Linked DNA regions of Sus scrofa: region 1 is linked to region 2. Evidence: chromatin contacts called from public HiChIP or PLAC-seq data. All regions are on one chromosome and are shown on one strand. The core of a region is the stretch at or near the end of the contact, and the rest is flanking DNA. Distances in the headings are between cores, read along the strand shown. Region 1 overlaps MYO1D (unconventional myosin-Id). Region 2 overlaps MYO1D (unconventional myosin-Id).

The links. HiChIP or PLAC-seq counts read pairs in DNA pulled down with a chosen protein or histone mark.
Region 1: an H3K27ac HiChIP or PLAC-seq map of alveolar macrophages shows a contact between it and region 2. The contact joins two enhancer-like sites. A contact is called at or near these places in 1 of 47 Hi-C or Micro-C datasets (epiblast stem cells) and 1 of 2 datasets of contacts at active chromatin or transcription factors (alveolar macrophages).

What each region holds. Positions count from the first base shown.
Region 1 is chr12:42,466,924-42,471,512 of Sscrofa11.1, forward strand. All of the region lies in intron 21 of MYO1D (unconventional myosin-Id), which reads left to right. It also overlaps a transcript of CDK5R1 not described here. Among named protein-coding and RNA genes, the nearest start is that of CDK5R1, 25 kb to the right of the region's middle. Within about 2 kb of position 2,693, at least 4 of the 83 cell types and tissues checked have an H3K27ac peak or open chromatin away from gene starts, as enhancers often do. A contact at or near this core is called in alveolar macrophages, where this site is marked.
Region 2 is chr12:42,397,809-42,402,650 of Sscrofa11.1, forward strand. The region is part of intron 21 of MYO1D (unconventional myosin-Id); the gene reads left to right. Among named protein-coding and RNA genes, the nearest start is that of CDK5R1, 94 kb to the right of the region's middle. Within about 2 kb of position 2,408, at least 2 of the 83 cell types and tissues checked have an H3K27ac peak or open chromatin away from gene starts, as enhancers often do. A contact at or near this core is called in alveolar macrophages, where this site is marked.

The sequences.
Region 1 (4,589 bases), core at 1,443-3,942, 69 kb after region 2:
TCATGCCATAGCAGTACCCCAAGCTGCTGCAGGGACACTGCCAGATCCTTAACCAGTGTGCCATAGGGAAACTCCCCAGATGCTGTGTTCTGACTCGTAAGCACCAAGTATCAGAGAATTCAATGTGGCAGAGGCGATGCCCAGCCCGTCAGCCCGGCTACGGCCAGATAGATATCTCAGTGTGAGGACTAAACGAAATGGGATGTCATTGGGTCACTCAAGAGACAGACACGGCGGCCCGGGTCTTAGCCTCATCACTTCCCAGCCGTGAGGAAGGCCCTGACCTTGCTAAGCTCTGTGCCGCATGTATGGCGTGGGCCTCATGACGGCGCCTCGTAAGGTGTTGGTGAGGATTAAATGCGATGATGCAAGCAGAATGTCTAATGCAGCGATAGGACGTGGTGAGTAAGTGGACGGGGATCGCTAGCTTCCCCTCCCCCAGTCCCGACCCCCCTCTCACAGCTGCACAAGACACGGGCCTGCGTCGCACCTGCCGGAGCCCCAGACAGCTACGTGATCCCGGGAAGTGTCCGTTCACGTTACCGAGGGTGTTGCTGAGAAAGGTGCATGGAACCAGTGTGTGCTCGTCTCCATTCTATCTCAAAAAGAAAAAAAAAAAAATGACAACATGGTCCTTGATGGAATTCCTGGAATTCCTCTACCCTTGCATGTATGCTTCCAAAATCCATCAGTCCCAACGTTTGTCATCCTGCGGATATTTCTATCCCGGTGAACTTCGTTCACCATGGGAAGGGAGCCCCTACTATGGGAAAGCTTGGATTTACAAAGGAAAGAGGGGATTCCCTTTGCAGAAGGGCTCTTCAGCTCCCAAAAAGCATCCCCAGAAGAGTGAGCGCCCCAGGGCCTCTTCACCTGCCTCCATCACCCTCTACCCCTCAACAGACCGGCGCACGCAGTAGGGTGAAGCCCCAGCAGCTTTCTTTCTTATGTCATCTTTTGTAAATTCATTCTTTCTCTAGAAACTTAAATTATGGAACTCATGTTCAGAAGCACTTAGCAGGGAGCTCAGCTATGGATTATATTCTAATGACTGTTTTAGTGGCCGTATGCACAGGGCTGAAGATTTGGGCTCCAGCCCCGGCGCCCGGGTTCAAACCTGGCTCCACTGTGTGACCCTGGCAGGTACTTTGCCTCATGAGGCCTCATGTCCACTTCTGAAGATGGAACTTACCTAGTAGCATTAAGATTTGCTAAGTGCTTTATAAACAGCAACTCATGAAATCCTCATGATGTTTGTAAAGCACTTGGCATAAAAAGCAGACAGGACCTCCTGTGATTAGGTGCTCCTTTGATTTCTTATCTTTCTTCCTTTTTATGGCTGCATCTGTGGCACATGGACATTCCCCAGCTAAGAGTGGAATCGGAGCTGCAGCTGCTGGCCTACGCCACAGGCACTCTGGATCCGAGCCGCATCTGTGCCCTACACTGCAGCTTGCAGCAATGCTGGATACTTAACCCACTGAGCGAGGCCAGGGTTCGAACCCCTATCCTCACGGACCCTATGTTGAGTTCTTAGCCAGAACCCGCTTTTCTTTGGTTTCTATTTGTATTGTAGTCAGAGAAGATAGTTTCAGTCTGGAATTAATTCTTAGGTATTTATTGAATGTCCTTATAAGGCCTGGTACCTGTTCCAAGTGCACTTTATTTTTTGTCTTGTTCTAGGGCCACTTCCTGCGGCATATGGAGGTTCCCAGGCTAGGGGTCTAATCGGAGCTGTAGCCACCAGCCTACACCACAGCCACACCAACGTGGGATCCGAGCCACATTTACGATCTACACCACAGCTCATGGCAATGCCGGATCCTTAACCCACTGAGCGAGGCCAGGGATCGAACCCACAACCTCATGGTTCCTAGTCAGATTCGTTAACCACTGAGCCATGACAGGAACCCCCAAGTGCACTTTAAAATAAAGTGTATTCACCCTCTAATTGCTGAGAGTAGTTGAGCACAGAAGCTTATTAACTGGGCTCAAATCTAGGGGTTTTTTCATATTGTCTGCGGATCTATATGTTTTGGGGAAAAGTATATTAAGATCATTGACTATTTGCAGGTGTGTCATTATATCCTCACAAATCTCTCGCCGTCTCACACCAGTGTATTAACTTGGATCTTCTCGGTGATCGAATCCTTAACAAAGAAGAAGTTGTCTTACGTGTTCTTTCCCCAGCAGCGCCATGGGTCAGCTTTCTCGTGATTAACATTTGCCTTGTGTGTCTTGTTCTCTTCTCCCACCTTTTCCTTGTCATTAGGATCTAGATGTGTCACCTGCAAATAGCCTTAGAGCCGCATTTGTCCAGTCAATCTGAGAATGCCTTTTTTTTGCTTTTTAGGGCCGAACCCAGGGCATATGGAAGTTCCCAGGCTAGGGGTTGAATGAGAGCTGTAGCTACACCAAAGCCACACCAGATCCGAGCCACATCTGCAACCTACACCACAGCTCATGGCAACACCAGATCCTTCACCCACTGAGCAAGGCCAGGGATCAAACCTGAATCCTCACGGATCCTCGTCGGGTTCATTTCCATTGAGCCATGATGGGGACTCCCCCAGAACGCCTGTTTCCAGAGGTTCACATCAGTTGGTGTTTTTCTCGTCCCCACGTTTCCGCTTTGCTCCTTTGGTTCCGCTTTCTTCCCTCCCATTAAATGAAGCAGACTTCCCCCTCCCCCACTTCTGCTTCTCGGGGGACCGGGGCCATCGCAGCCTCACCGGCTCCGTTGCCGTCAGTCCTGTGCAATCTCTGGAGCCTCAAGTTCTCCGTTTCCTTCCCCTCCTTCCAGACCAGACCAGGACCTTGGACCACACTCCATCCCTCCTGTCCTCCTTCTCCAGGATTTTAGTTCAGAGTTGCTTTAGCGCCGCCCCCCCCCCCGCAACTCTCCCCCCAAGCCCCCTCCAGTTCGGCATCTTCATTAGTGCTGAGCTCACAGCAAAGGCTTACTTAGCTTGACCTGCACGTCTGCCTGTTTATCTGCTCCCTGCACCACTCCCTTCCTCTGGATTCAGTGCCTTTCCTGAGGACAGTGACAGGTCCTTCTTTACCCAAGAGCCCAGCTTGCCCGACTGCCCAGGGCGCCCCCTTAGAGTCGTCCAGGAAGGCCTTTCGCCCTCGCGCTCAGGTGATGGGTTGGGGGTAGGATTCTGGGGTGACAGTTATTTCCCTTTTACGAGCCCGTGTTCTCATTATTTCCTCACATTTGATGGGAAAGCCTCATCTTCCTTTGCAAGCAGTGGCTCTCTGCCCCCTGGGTGTCCCTCAGCCTTGCTCAGCCTTTGGTGACCTGCAGTGGCTCTGCTTTTCAAGAGGTCAAGGCAAGAAAGCTTGAGGTTTCCATGTTTTTAACTGAAAGGCCGTCTGTGTGAGCATCTCCTCCTGCCAGGCTGGAGGCAGCCTCCTGGTGGGCTTTTCCAGCCGGGCAGCCTCACGCCCCAGGCCTCGTGCCCTGGCAGGCGGCCAGCCGTGACCCTGCTCAGGCCAGCACGTCCTGGGCTTGGCATCCACTAGCCCTTCAGCCCCTCCTTCATCTCCTGCAAACTCCTGGAGCTTTACCCTCCTCCCCTGCAACCTCCACTTTGATTTTAAATATTCTTTCTGGAGTTCCTGTCGTGGCGCGGCAGAAACGAATCTGACTGGGAACCATGAGGTTGCGGGTTCGATCCCTGGCCTCGCTCAGTGGGTTAAGGATCCGGCATTGCCGTGAGCTGTGGTGTAGGTCGCGGATGTGGCTCAGATCCTGCGTGGCTGTGGCTGTGGCTCTGGCGTGGGCCAGTGGCTACACCTCTGTCTGACCCCTAGCCTGGGAATCTCCATGTGCCGTGGGTTTCACCCTAAAAAGACCAAAAAAAAAAAAAAATTTTTTAAATTCTTGGGCATTTTCTTCACACCCTAGGCTCTTGTAAACAGTCAGGCGAGCTCGTCGGTGCCACTCACCCTGTTGGAAGCAGCCCAGCACCATTGTCGGCTCCGAGCTTGGGAAGGACAGGGACACAGATGCACACCGGCTCAGCCTGCGGGCGGGCATGGTTCTGGAAGGCTCTGGAGAATGACTGAAGAGGTTTTCGCAGGGGAGCCACAGGACCTTTGTGTGCCTTGAACTATCTCCCTGATGACAATGTGGAGGACGTATCTGCAGGGGATGCGGGCCCACCCAAGACAGAGGAGCCGGTTAGGAGGCTTTTCTGTCCCCAGGAAAAGGGGGGTCGAGGTTCTGGGCAGCGGTGGTGGCCACCGCGAGGGAGCGAGCAAGTGAGAGGAAGAGAACAACAGAACATGGGGACCTGGCGGCGGGGAGGGGAGCGAGGCAGGCTACACCCGGCTTTGTGGCCTCCGCGACGATGGGGAGATGATGCCACCTCTCCCTGTGACAGGCTGGACAGCAGGGGGACGCCATCTGGGGAAGGGGCCAAGTGGATGGGCTCAGTGATGGCCCCGGGGAGACGCGGCTGTCTGTGGAACATGAGGGGATTTGTCTCGCTGGTGGCCGGTGGCCACAGCCGCGTGCTTGGACCTCTTGCTAGGATAGGGGACACTGACTGGGAAACTGTCCCTGAAACCACAGCATGGCT
Region 2 (4,842 bases), core at 1,158-3,657:
CGCTTAGTGGTTTAAGGATCTGGCGTTGCCGTGAGCTGTGGTATAGGTCGCAGATGCAGCTCGGATCCCACATTGCTGTGGTTCTGGTGTAGGCTGACAGCTCTGATCAGACCCCTAGCCTGGGAACCTCCATGCGCTGCGGGTGCAGCCCTAGGAAAGACAAGAAGACAAAAAAAAAAAAAAAAAAAGGTACAGGGAGACTTGAGGGAGGTAATTTCTTGGAAGGACTAGGAGAGCGTGGAGTTCCCTGGCGGGTCATCAGGTTAAGGACCTGGCATTGTCACTGCTGTGGCTCAGGTCACTGCCATGGTGCAGATTCAACTCCTGGCTCAGGAACTTCCGCAGGCTGCAAGTGCAGCCCCCCCCAAAAAAGAAGAAGAAAAGGACAGCGTGATCAAATGCCTCAGCGTAAAAGGAAATTCAGACCTGGAAAAGTGCCTTTATTTAAGTGTTGACAGTGAAAGCCAAATTGCAAATAATAACGATATTTAAAAGATTGAATGGAAGTATATTCTGAGCTTTAAAATGTTAGCATATCTCTTCCTGTTCTAAATTCTATACCTTTACACTCAAAAGTTTAATTTTTTTTATACCATGTCCATTCAGGAAAACCAGCTCCACGTATCTGTTCTGTCAGCCAGTGGGAGATGTGTTCTAAACCTGACCGGCCAGTGCTGATGCTCTGATGGGCGAGGCTCTAATAATGTTATTATTCTACTGTTAGCAGTAATTCTGCTATTGGGAAATAGTGGATGATCCTGAAAAGATTAGGGTGCACTTTTCAAACCTTATACACATAGAAATTCTGACATCCCATCTCCCCTGGGACCCTCTTTTTTTTTTTTTTGGCTCTGCCATATGGAAGTTCCTGGGCCAGGGATCGAACCCGTGCCACAGCGGCAACCCAAGCCACTGCAGTGACAACCCCAGATCCTCAACCCACTGCACCACAAGGGACCTTCCTGGGACCCTCTGTTATTTAATGGCAGTTTATTGGACCTCTCCTGCGGGCTGAAAAAAGAACTTAAGACCACAAACAACGGGAAATATTTTTGCCAAGTGACTTATTTTATGTATATGAAGTTTCAAAGCCATATTCTGCTACTCTCTTATGTGCAATTTCTGCCAGGCATTTCTGATGTTTTATAAACCCAGGGCGTTCTAATAGCTGAGTCCAGGGTCTCTTTGAAACCTGGTTTCTGCATCTTAAAAGTCATCCCATCTGCTGGAGTCTTATTTAAGCGCTGTTTTTGACTGTTCCTAGTGAAAGCTAAATCATATTCACTGTTTTGTGACTAGACGATGAATTCTTGGTAAACCAGCTCAGCGTTGTTAGTTAATTGATAGCCATCTGTTCAGAAGAGCAGAGCTCAAACCTGAAAGTATACCTTTGAGTAAAAGGAAAGGTGTGAAAAACAAACATCTAAGCACCTGACCAACCGAGATCCATTGTGAGATATTACTCATTCTTCCTGTTCTAAGTCACTTAGCCTTTTCAGGAGAGAGGAGGCAATAAATCAAAACTGATGTATATCAGATTGAGGAGTTAGGACATTAACTCATAGAAGCACACTTCTGAGCACCTGGCTCACCATCATATCATGTAGTCCAGTTAGGTGCTTTATCTCCTTTTCTTTTTTCTTTTCTTTTCTTTTTTTTTCTCTTTAGGGCCGCGCCTGCAACATATGGACCTTCCCAAGCTACAGCAGAGCCACAGCAATGCAGGATACAAGCTGCATCTGTGGCCTACACCACAGTTCACAGCCCCATGCCAGATCCTTAACCCACTAAGCGAGGCTGCATCCTCATGGATACTAATTGAGTTCTTCACATGCTGAGCCACAACGGGAACTCTCGTTAGGTGCTTTTGATCTCCTGAGCCAGTGATACGCTGCTTTTGTGAGCTGCTTTTAAAACGTGTGACAGAATTTTCTTTAGAGTTTTGTACTATTTAGAAAACATTTGGGAGTTCCCCGCTGGCTCAGTGGGTTAAGGATCCAGTGTTGTCACTGCCATGGCTCAGGTCACTGCTGTGGCGTGGATTCCATCTCTGCCCTGGAAACTTCTGTATGCCACAGGCAGAGCCAAGCAAAAAAAAAAAAAAAAAAAAAAAAGAAAGAAAGAAAACTTTTTCACCTTCATTTTATAAAAGATTAGAGTAAGGCAGTCACAGCTGTCCTCAGAAGGCCTTGGCAGGTGTCCCTAAATGCAGATTCTGAAACGGACTGTCCTTTGTGGCTTCCATCCTAGAGAGACAGTAAGAAGGTCAGGAGACTGGGGTTCCTTTAAGTACAAAACCTCATGGTTTAAAAACTTGTCATCAGCTACAGTGCTTGGAACCTAAATAGCAAATAGGGCAGAGTAGCAAGCTTGCCAGTTCTGCAGTGTTCTTTTGTCTTGCACATTTGGGAAAATAGATTTTTTTTTTTCGACATGCTTCCTCTTCCTTCTCCCTGACTCACCCCTGATCTCCCTAGCAATGAGCTAAATTTATTGCAATTTTGTTCTCAGAGTCTATTAGCGGAGTCCCTTTAGTAGGTAAAATGGAATCAAATACAAGGCTTTTTGTGGCTTTGAGGTTCCTGTCTGTCTCGTTTCTGCCCCTCTGCCGTTGTCAGATGTCTCAGACCAGGGCATTGATTGACCACAAACCAAAACAAATAGAGGCTCCATGGCTTATAAGCAGCAGAGGAACCTAGTTTTTAAGAAGTCCTGTTTTCTTCCCCACTGCTGTGGGTCTGCTGAGGTTTGTGGCTCCTCCAGCTAGTTGAGCAGCAAATTGTCCTGGGAATTCTGGAGTCTGTGTGATGAATTTATTCCTGACCCCTCAATCGAGCTATCATCTTCCTGAAAAGCCGTCATCCAGGCCCCCTCCGAAGAAGGAAACGGGAATCCTTACAAGAGAATGGATGGGAAACAGAATTAGGAGAAGCCCTCCCCAGAGGGGATGGTGAGTGAAGGCCGTGGCATAAGATGGAAAGAGGGAGCCTGCTGAGCGGAGGCCTCGGGGCGTCTAATGGGACTGAAATAATAAGGTCGATATCCTTTAGTCACCCCCCAAAATCCCTTTCCTGTGTTATCACACCACATGTATATTTAATGTTGGTTTACCCAACAGTTTATTGTAAACATAAAACTTAGGCTTAAAACCTCATTTCTATTTAACTCACAATTTCCACCAGTAAGTAAAAGGATGCAAAAGAAATCAAAGGCAAGCCTTTGTAGCTTGAGGTTCCTGCCTAATGATTTTTTAATGGATTGAGCTGTGGACAAGGTCAGTCGGAGGTGGCAGGGGTAGAGCTGCAGGAAGTTTGAAGGACATTTGCTCTGGACCCAAAGGAGCCTCAGATGCAGAAACGTGTTCGTTATTTCAGTTTTACAATCGAGTATTTTCACCAATAGAAGATAGACACACTTCATGCAGCAGGAGCCTCAGATTTAAAACCTTGTTAATTATTTCTCCTTTACTGTAGATTGTTTGCATCATTAATATTATGTGAAACAGTATATATAAGGTCTGGATTTTTTTTCATCAAAATTAATGCTTTAGGTTGGATTTCTGCATAGCAACATTTTATTGCTTTCATTAGTGAAACTAATAGAAGTGGAGTTCCTGTTGTGGCTCAGCTGGCTGAGAACCCGACTTACTGTCTGTGAGGATGCGGGTTCCATCCCTGGCCTCCCTCAGTGGGTTAAGGATCCAGCGTTGCCACAAGCCTCGGCGTAGGTTTCAGATGCGGTTCAGATCTGGCATTGCCGTGACTGTGGTGTAGGCCAGCAGCTGCAGCTCCAATTCCACCCCTGGCCTGGGAACTTTGATATGCCACAAGTACGGCTGTAAAAAGAGAAAAAAAAAAAAAATAGAAGTAACTACTTCTTGAGATCCTGTTATATCCATTTGTTTACATAAATGGTACGATTTGCTCTTCAAAGTCACTCTCCTGCGAGGTAGACATTCTTATCCCCACTTTACTGGTGAAGAACCGGGTTCAGAGCATATAAATGATTTGCCCAGAGCTGCAGAGCTGAGAGCGAGCAGAGCAGCGTCAGAGTCAGACCCAAGTTTTCTGACACCAAAGCTCATGAGCTCTGACAGCCACCGTCTGTGTGAAGGCCAAGAGCCTAAAAAGCTCCGCAGGGGCGGTGCCTCCTGACTTCCAGAGAGCTCCCGAGGTTCCGTGCCTTGAATGGCTTTGCTCTCATTTTCCTCAGCCTACAGGGTGAGCCCCATCTCAAAGCGCCAGCTCTTCTGCAGACTAGAAGCCAGAGACACAGCCCTAAAGCAAGACCCCCCCTGCCCCCTCCCCAAAACACTGAGTTTACAAATAGTGAAAAGCAATTACGATGCTACGGTGAACCACAATGGTAATGAGTGCTGTAAATAAGAGGTTTGCTTTAAAAAAAAAAAAAAAAATTAGGGGAGTTCCCATCGTGGCGCAGCGAAAACGACTTCAACTAGGACCATGAGGTTGCGGGTTCGATCCCTGGCCTTGCTCAGTGGGTTAAGGATCCTGCATTGCCATGAGCTGTGGGGTAGCTCTCAGACTTGGTTCTGATCCCACGTGGCTGTGGCTATGGTGTGGGCCAGCAGCTGCAGCTCCGATTCGACCCCTAGCCTGGGAACCTCCATATGCTGCGGGTGCATAAAAAGACGAACAACCAAAAAATTTAAAAATAAATTAGGAAAAAACTTGTAGGAAAGTATTTAGCCTCATCCTGAGATGAATTCGTGGAGAACTGCCTGTTGGGGAAGAAATAAGTTTGAATTTCTTTACTCAATGTACCATAATTCAACCTAATTCAGGTCATTTAAATGACAGAATTTGATATGTATCCCCGGGA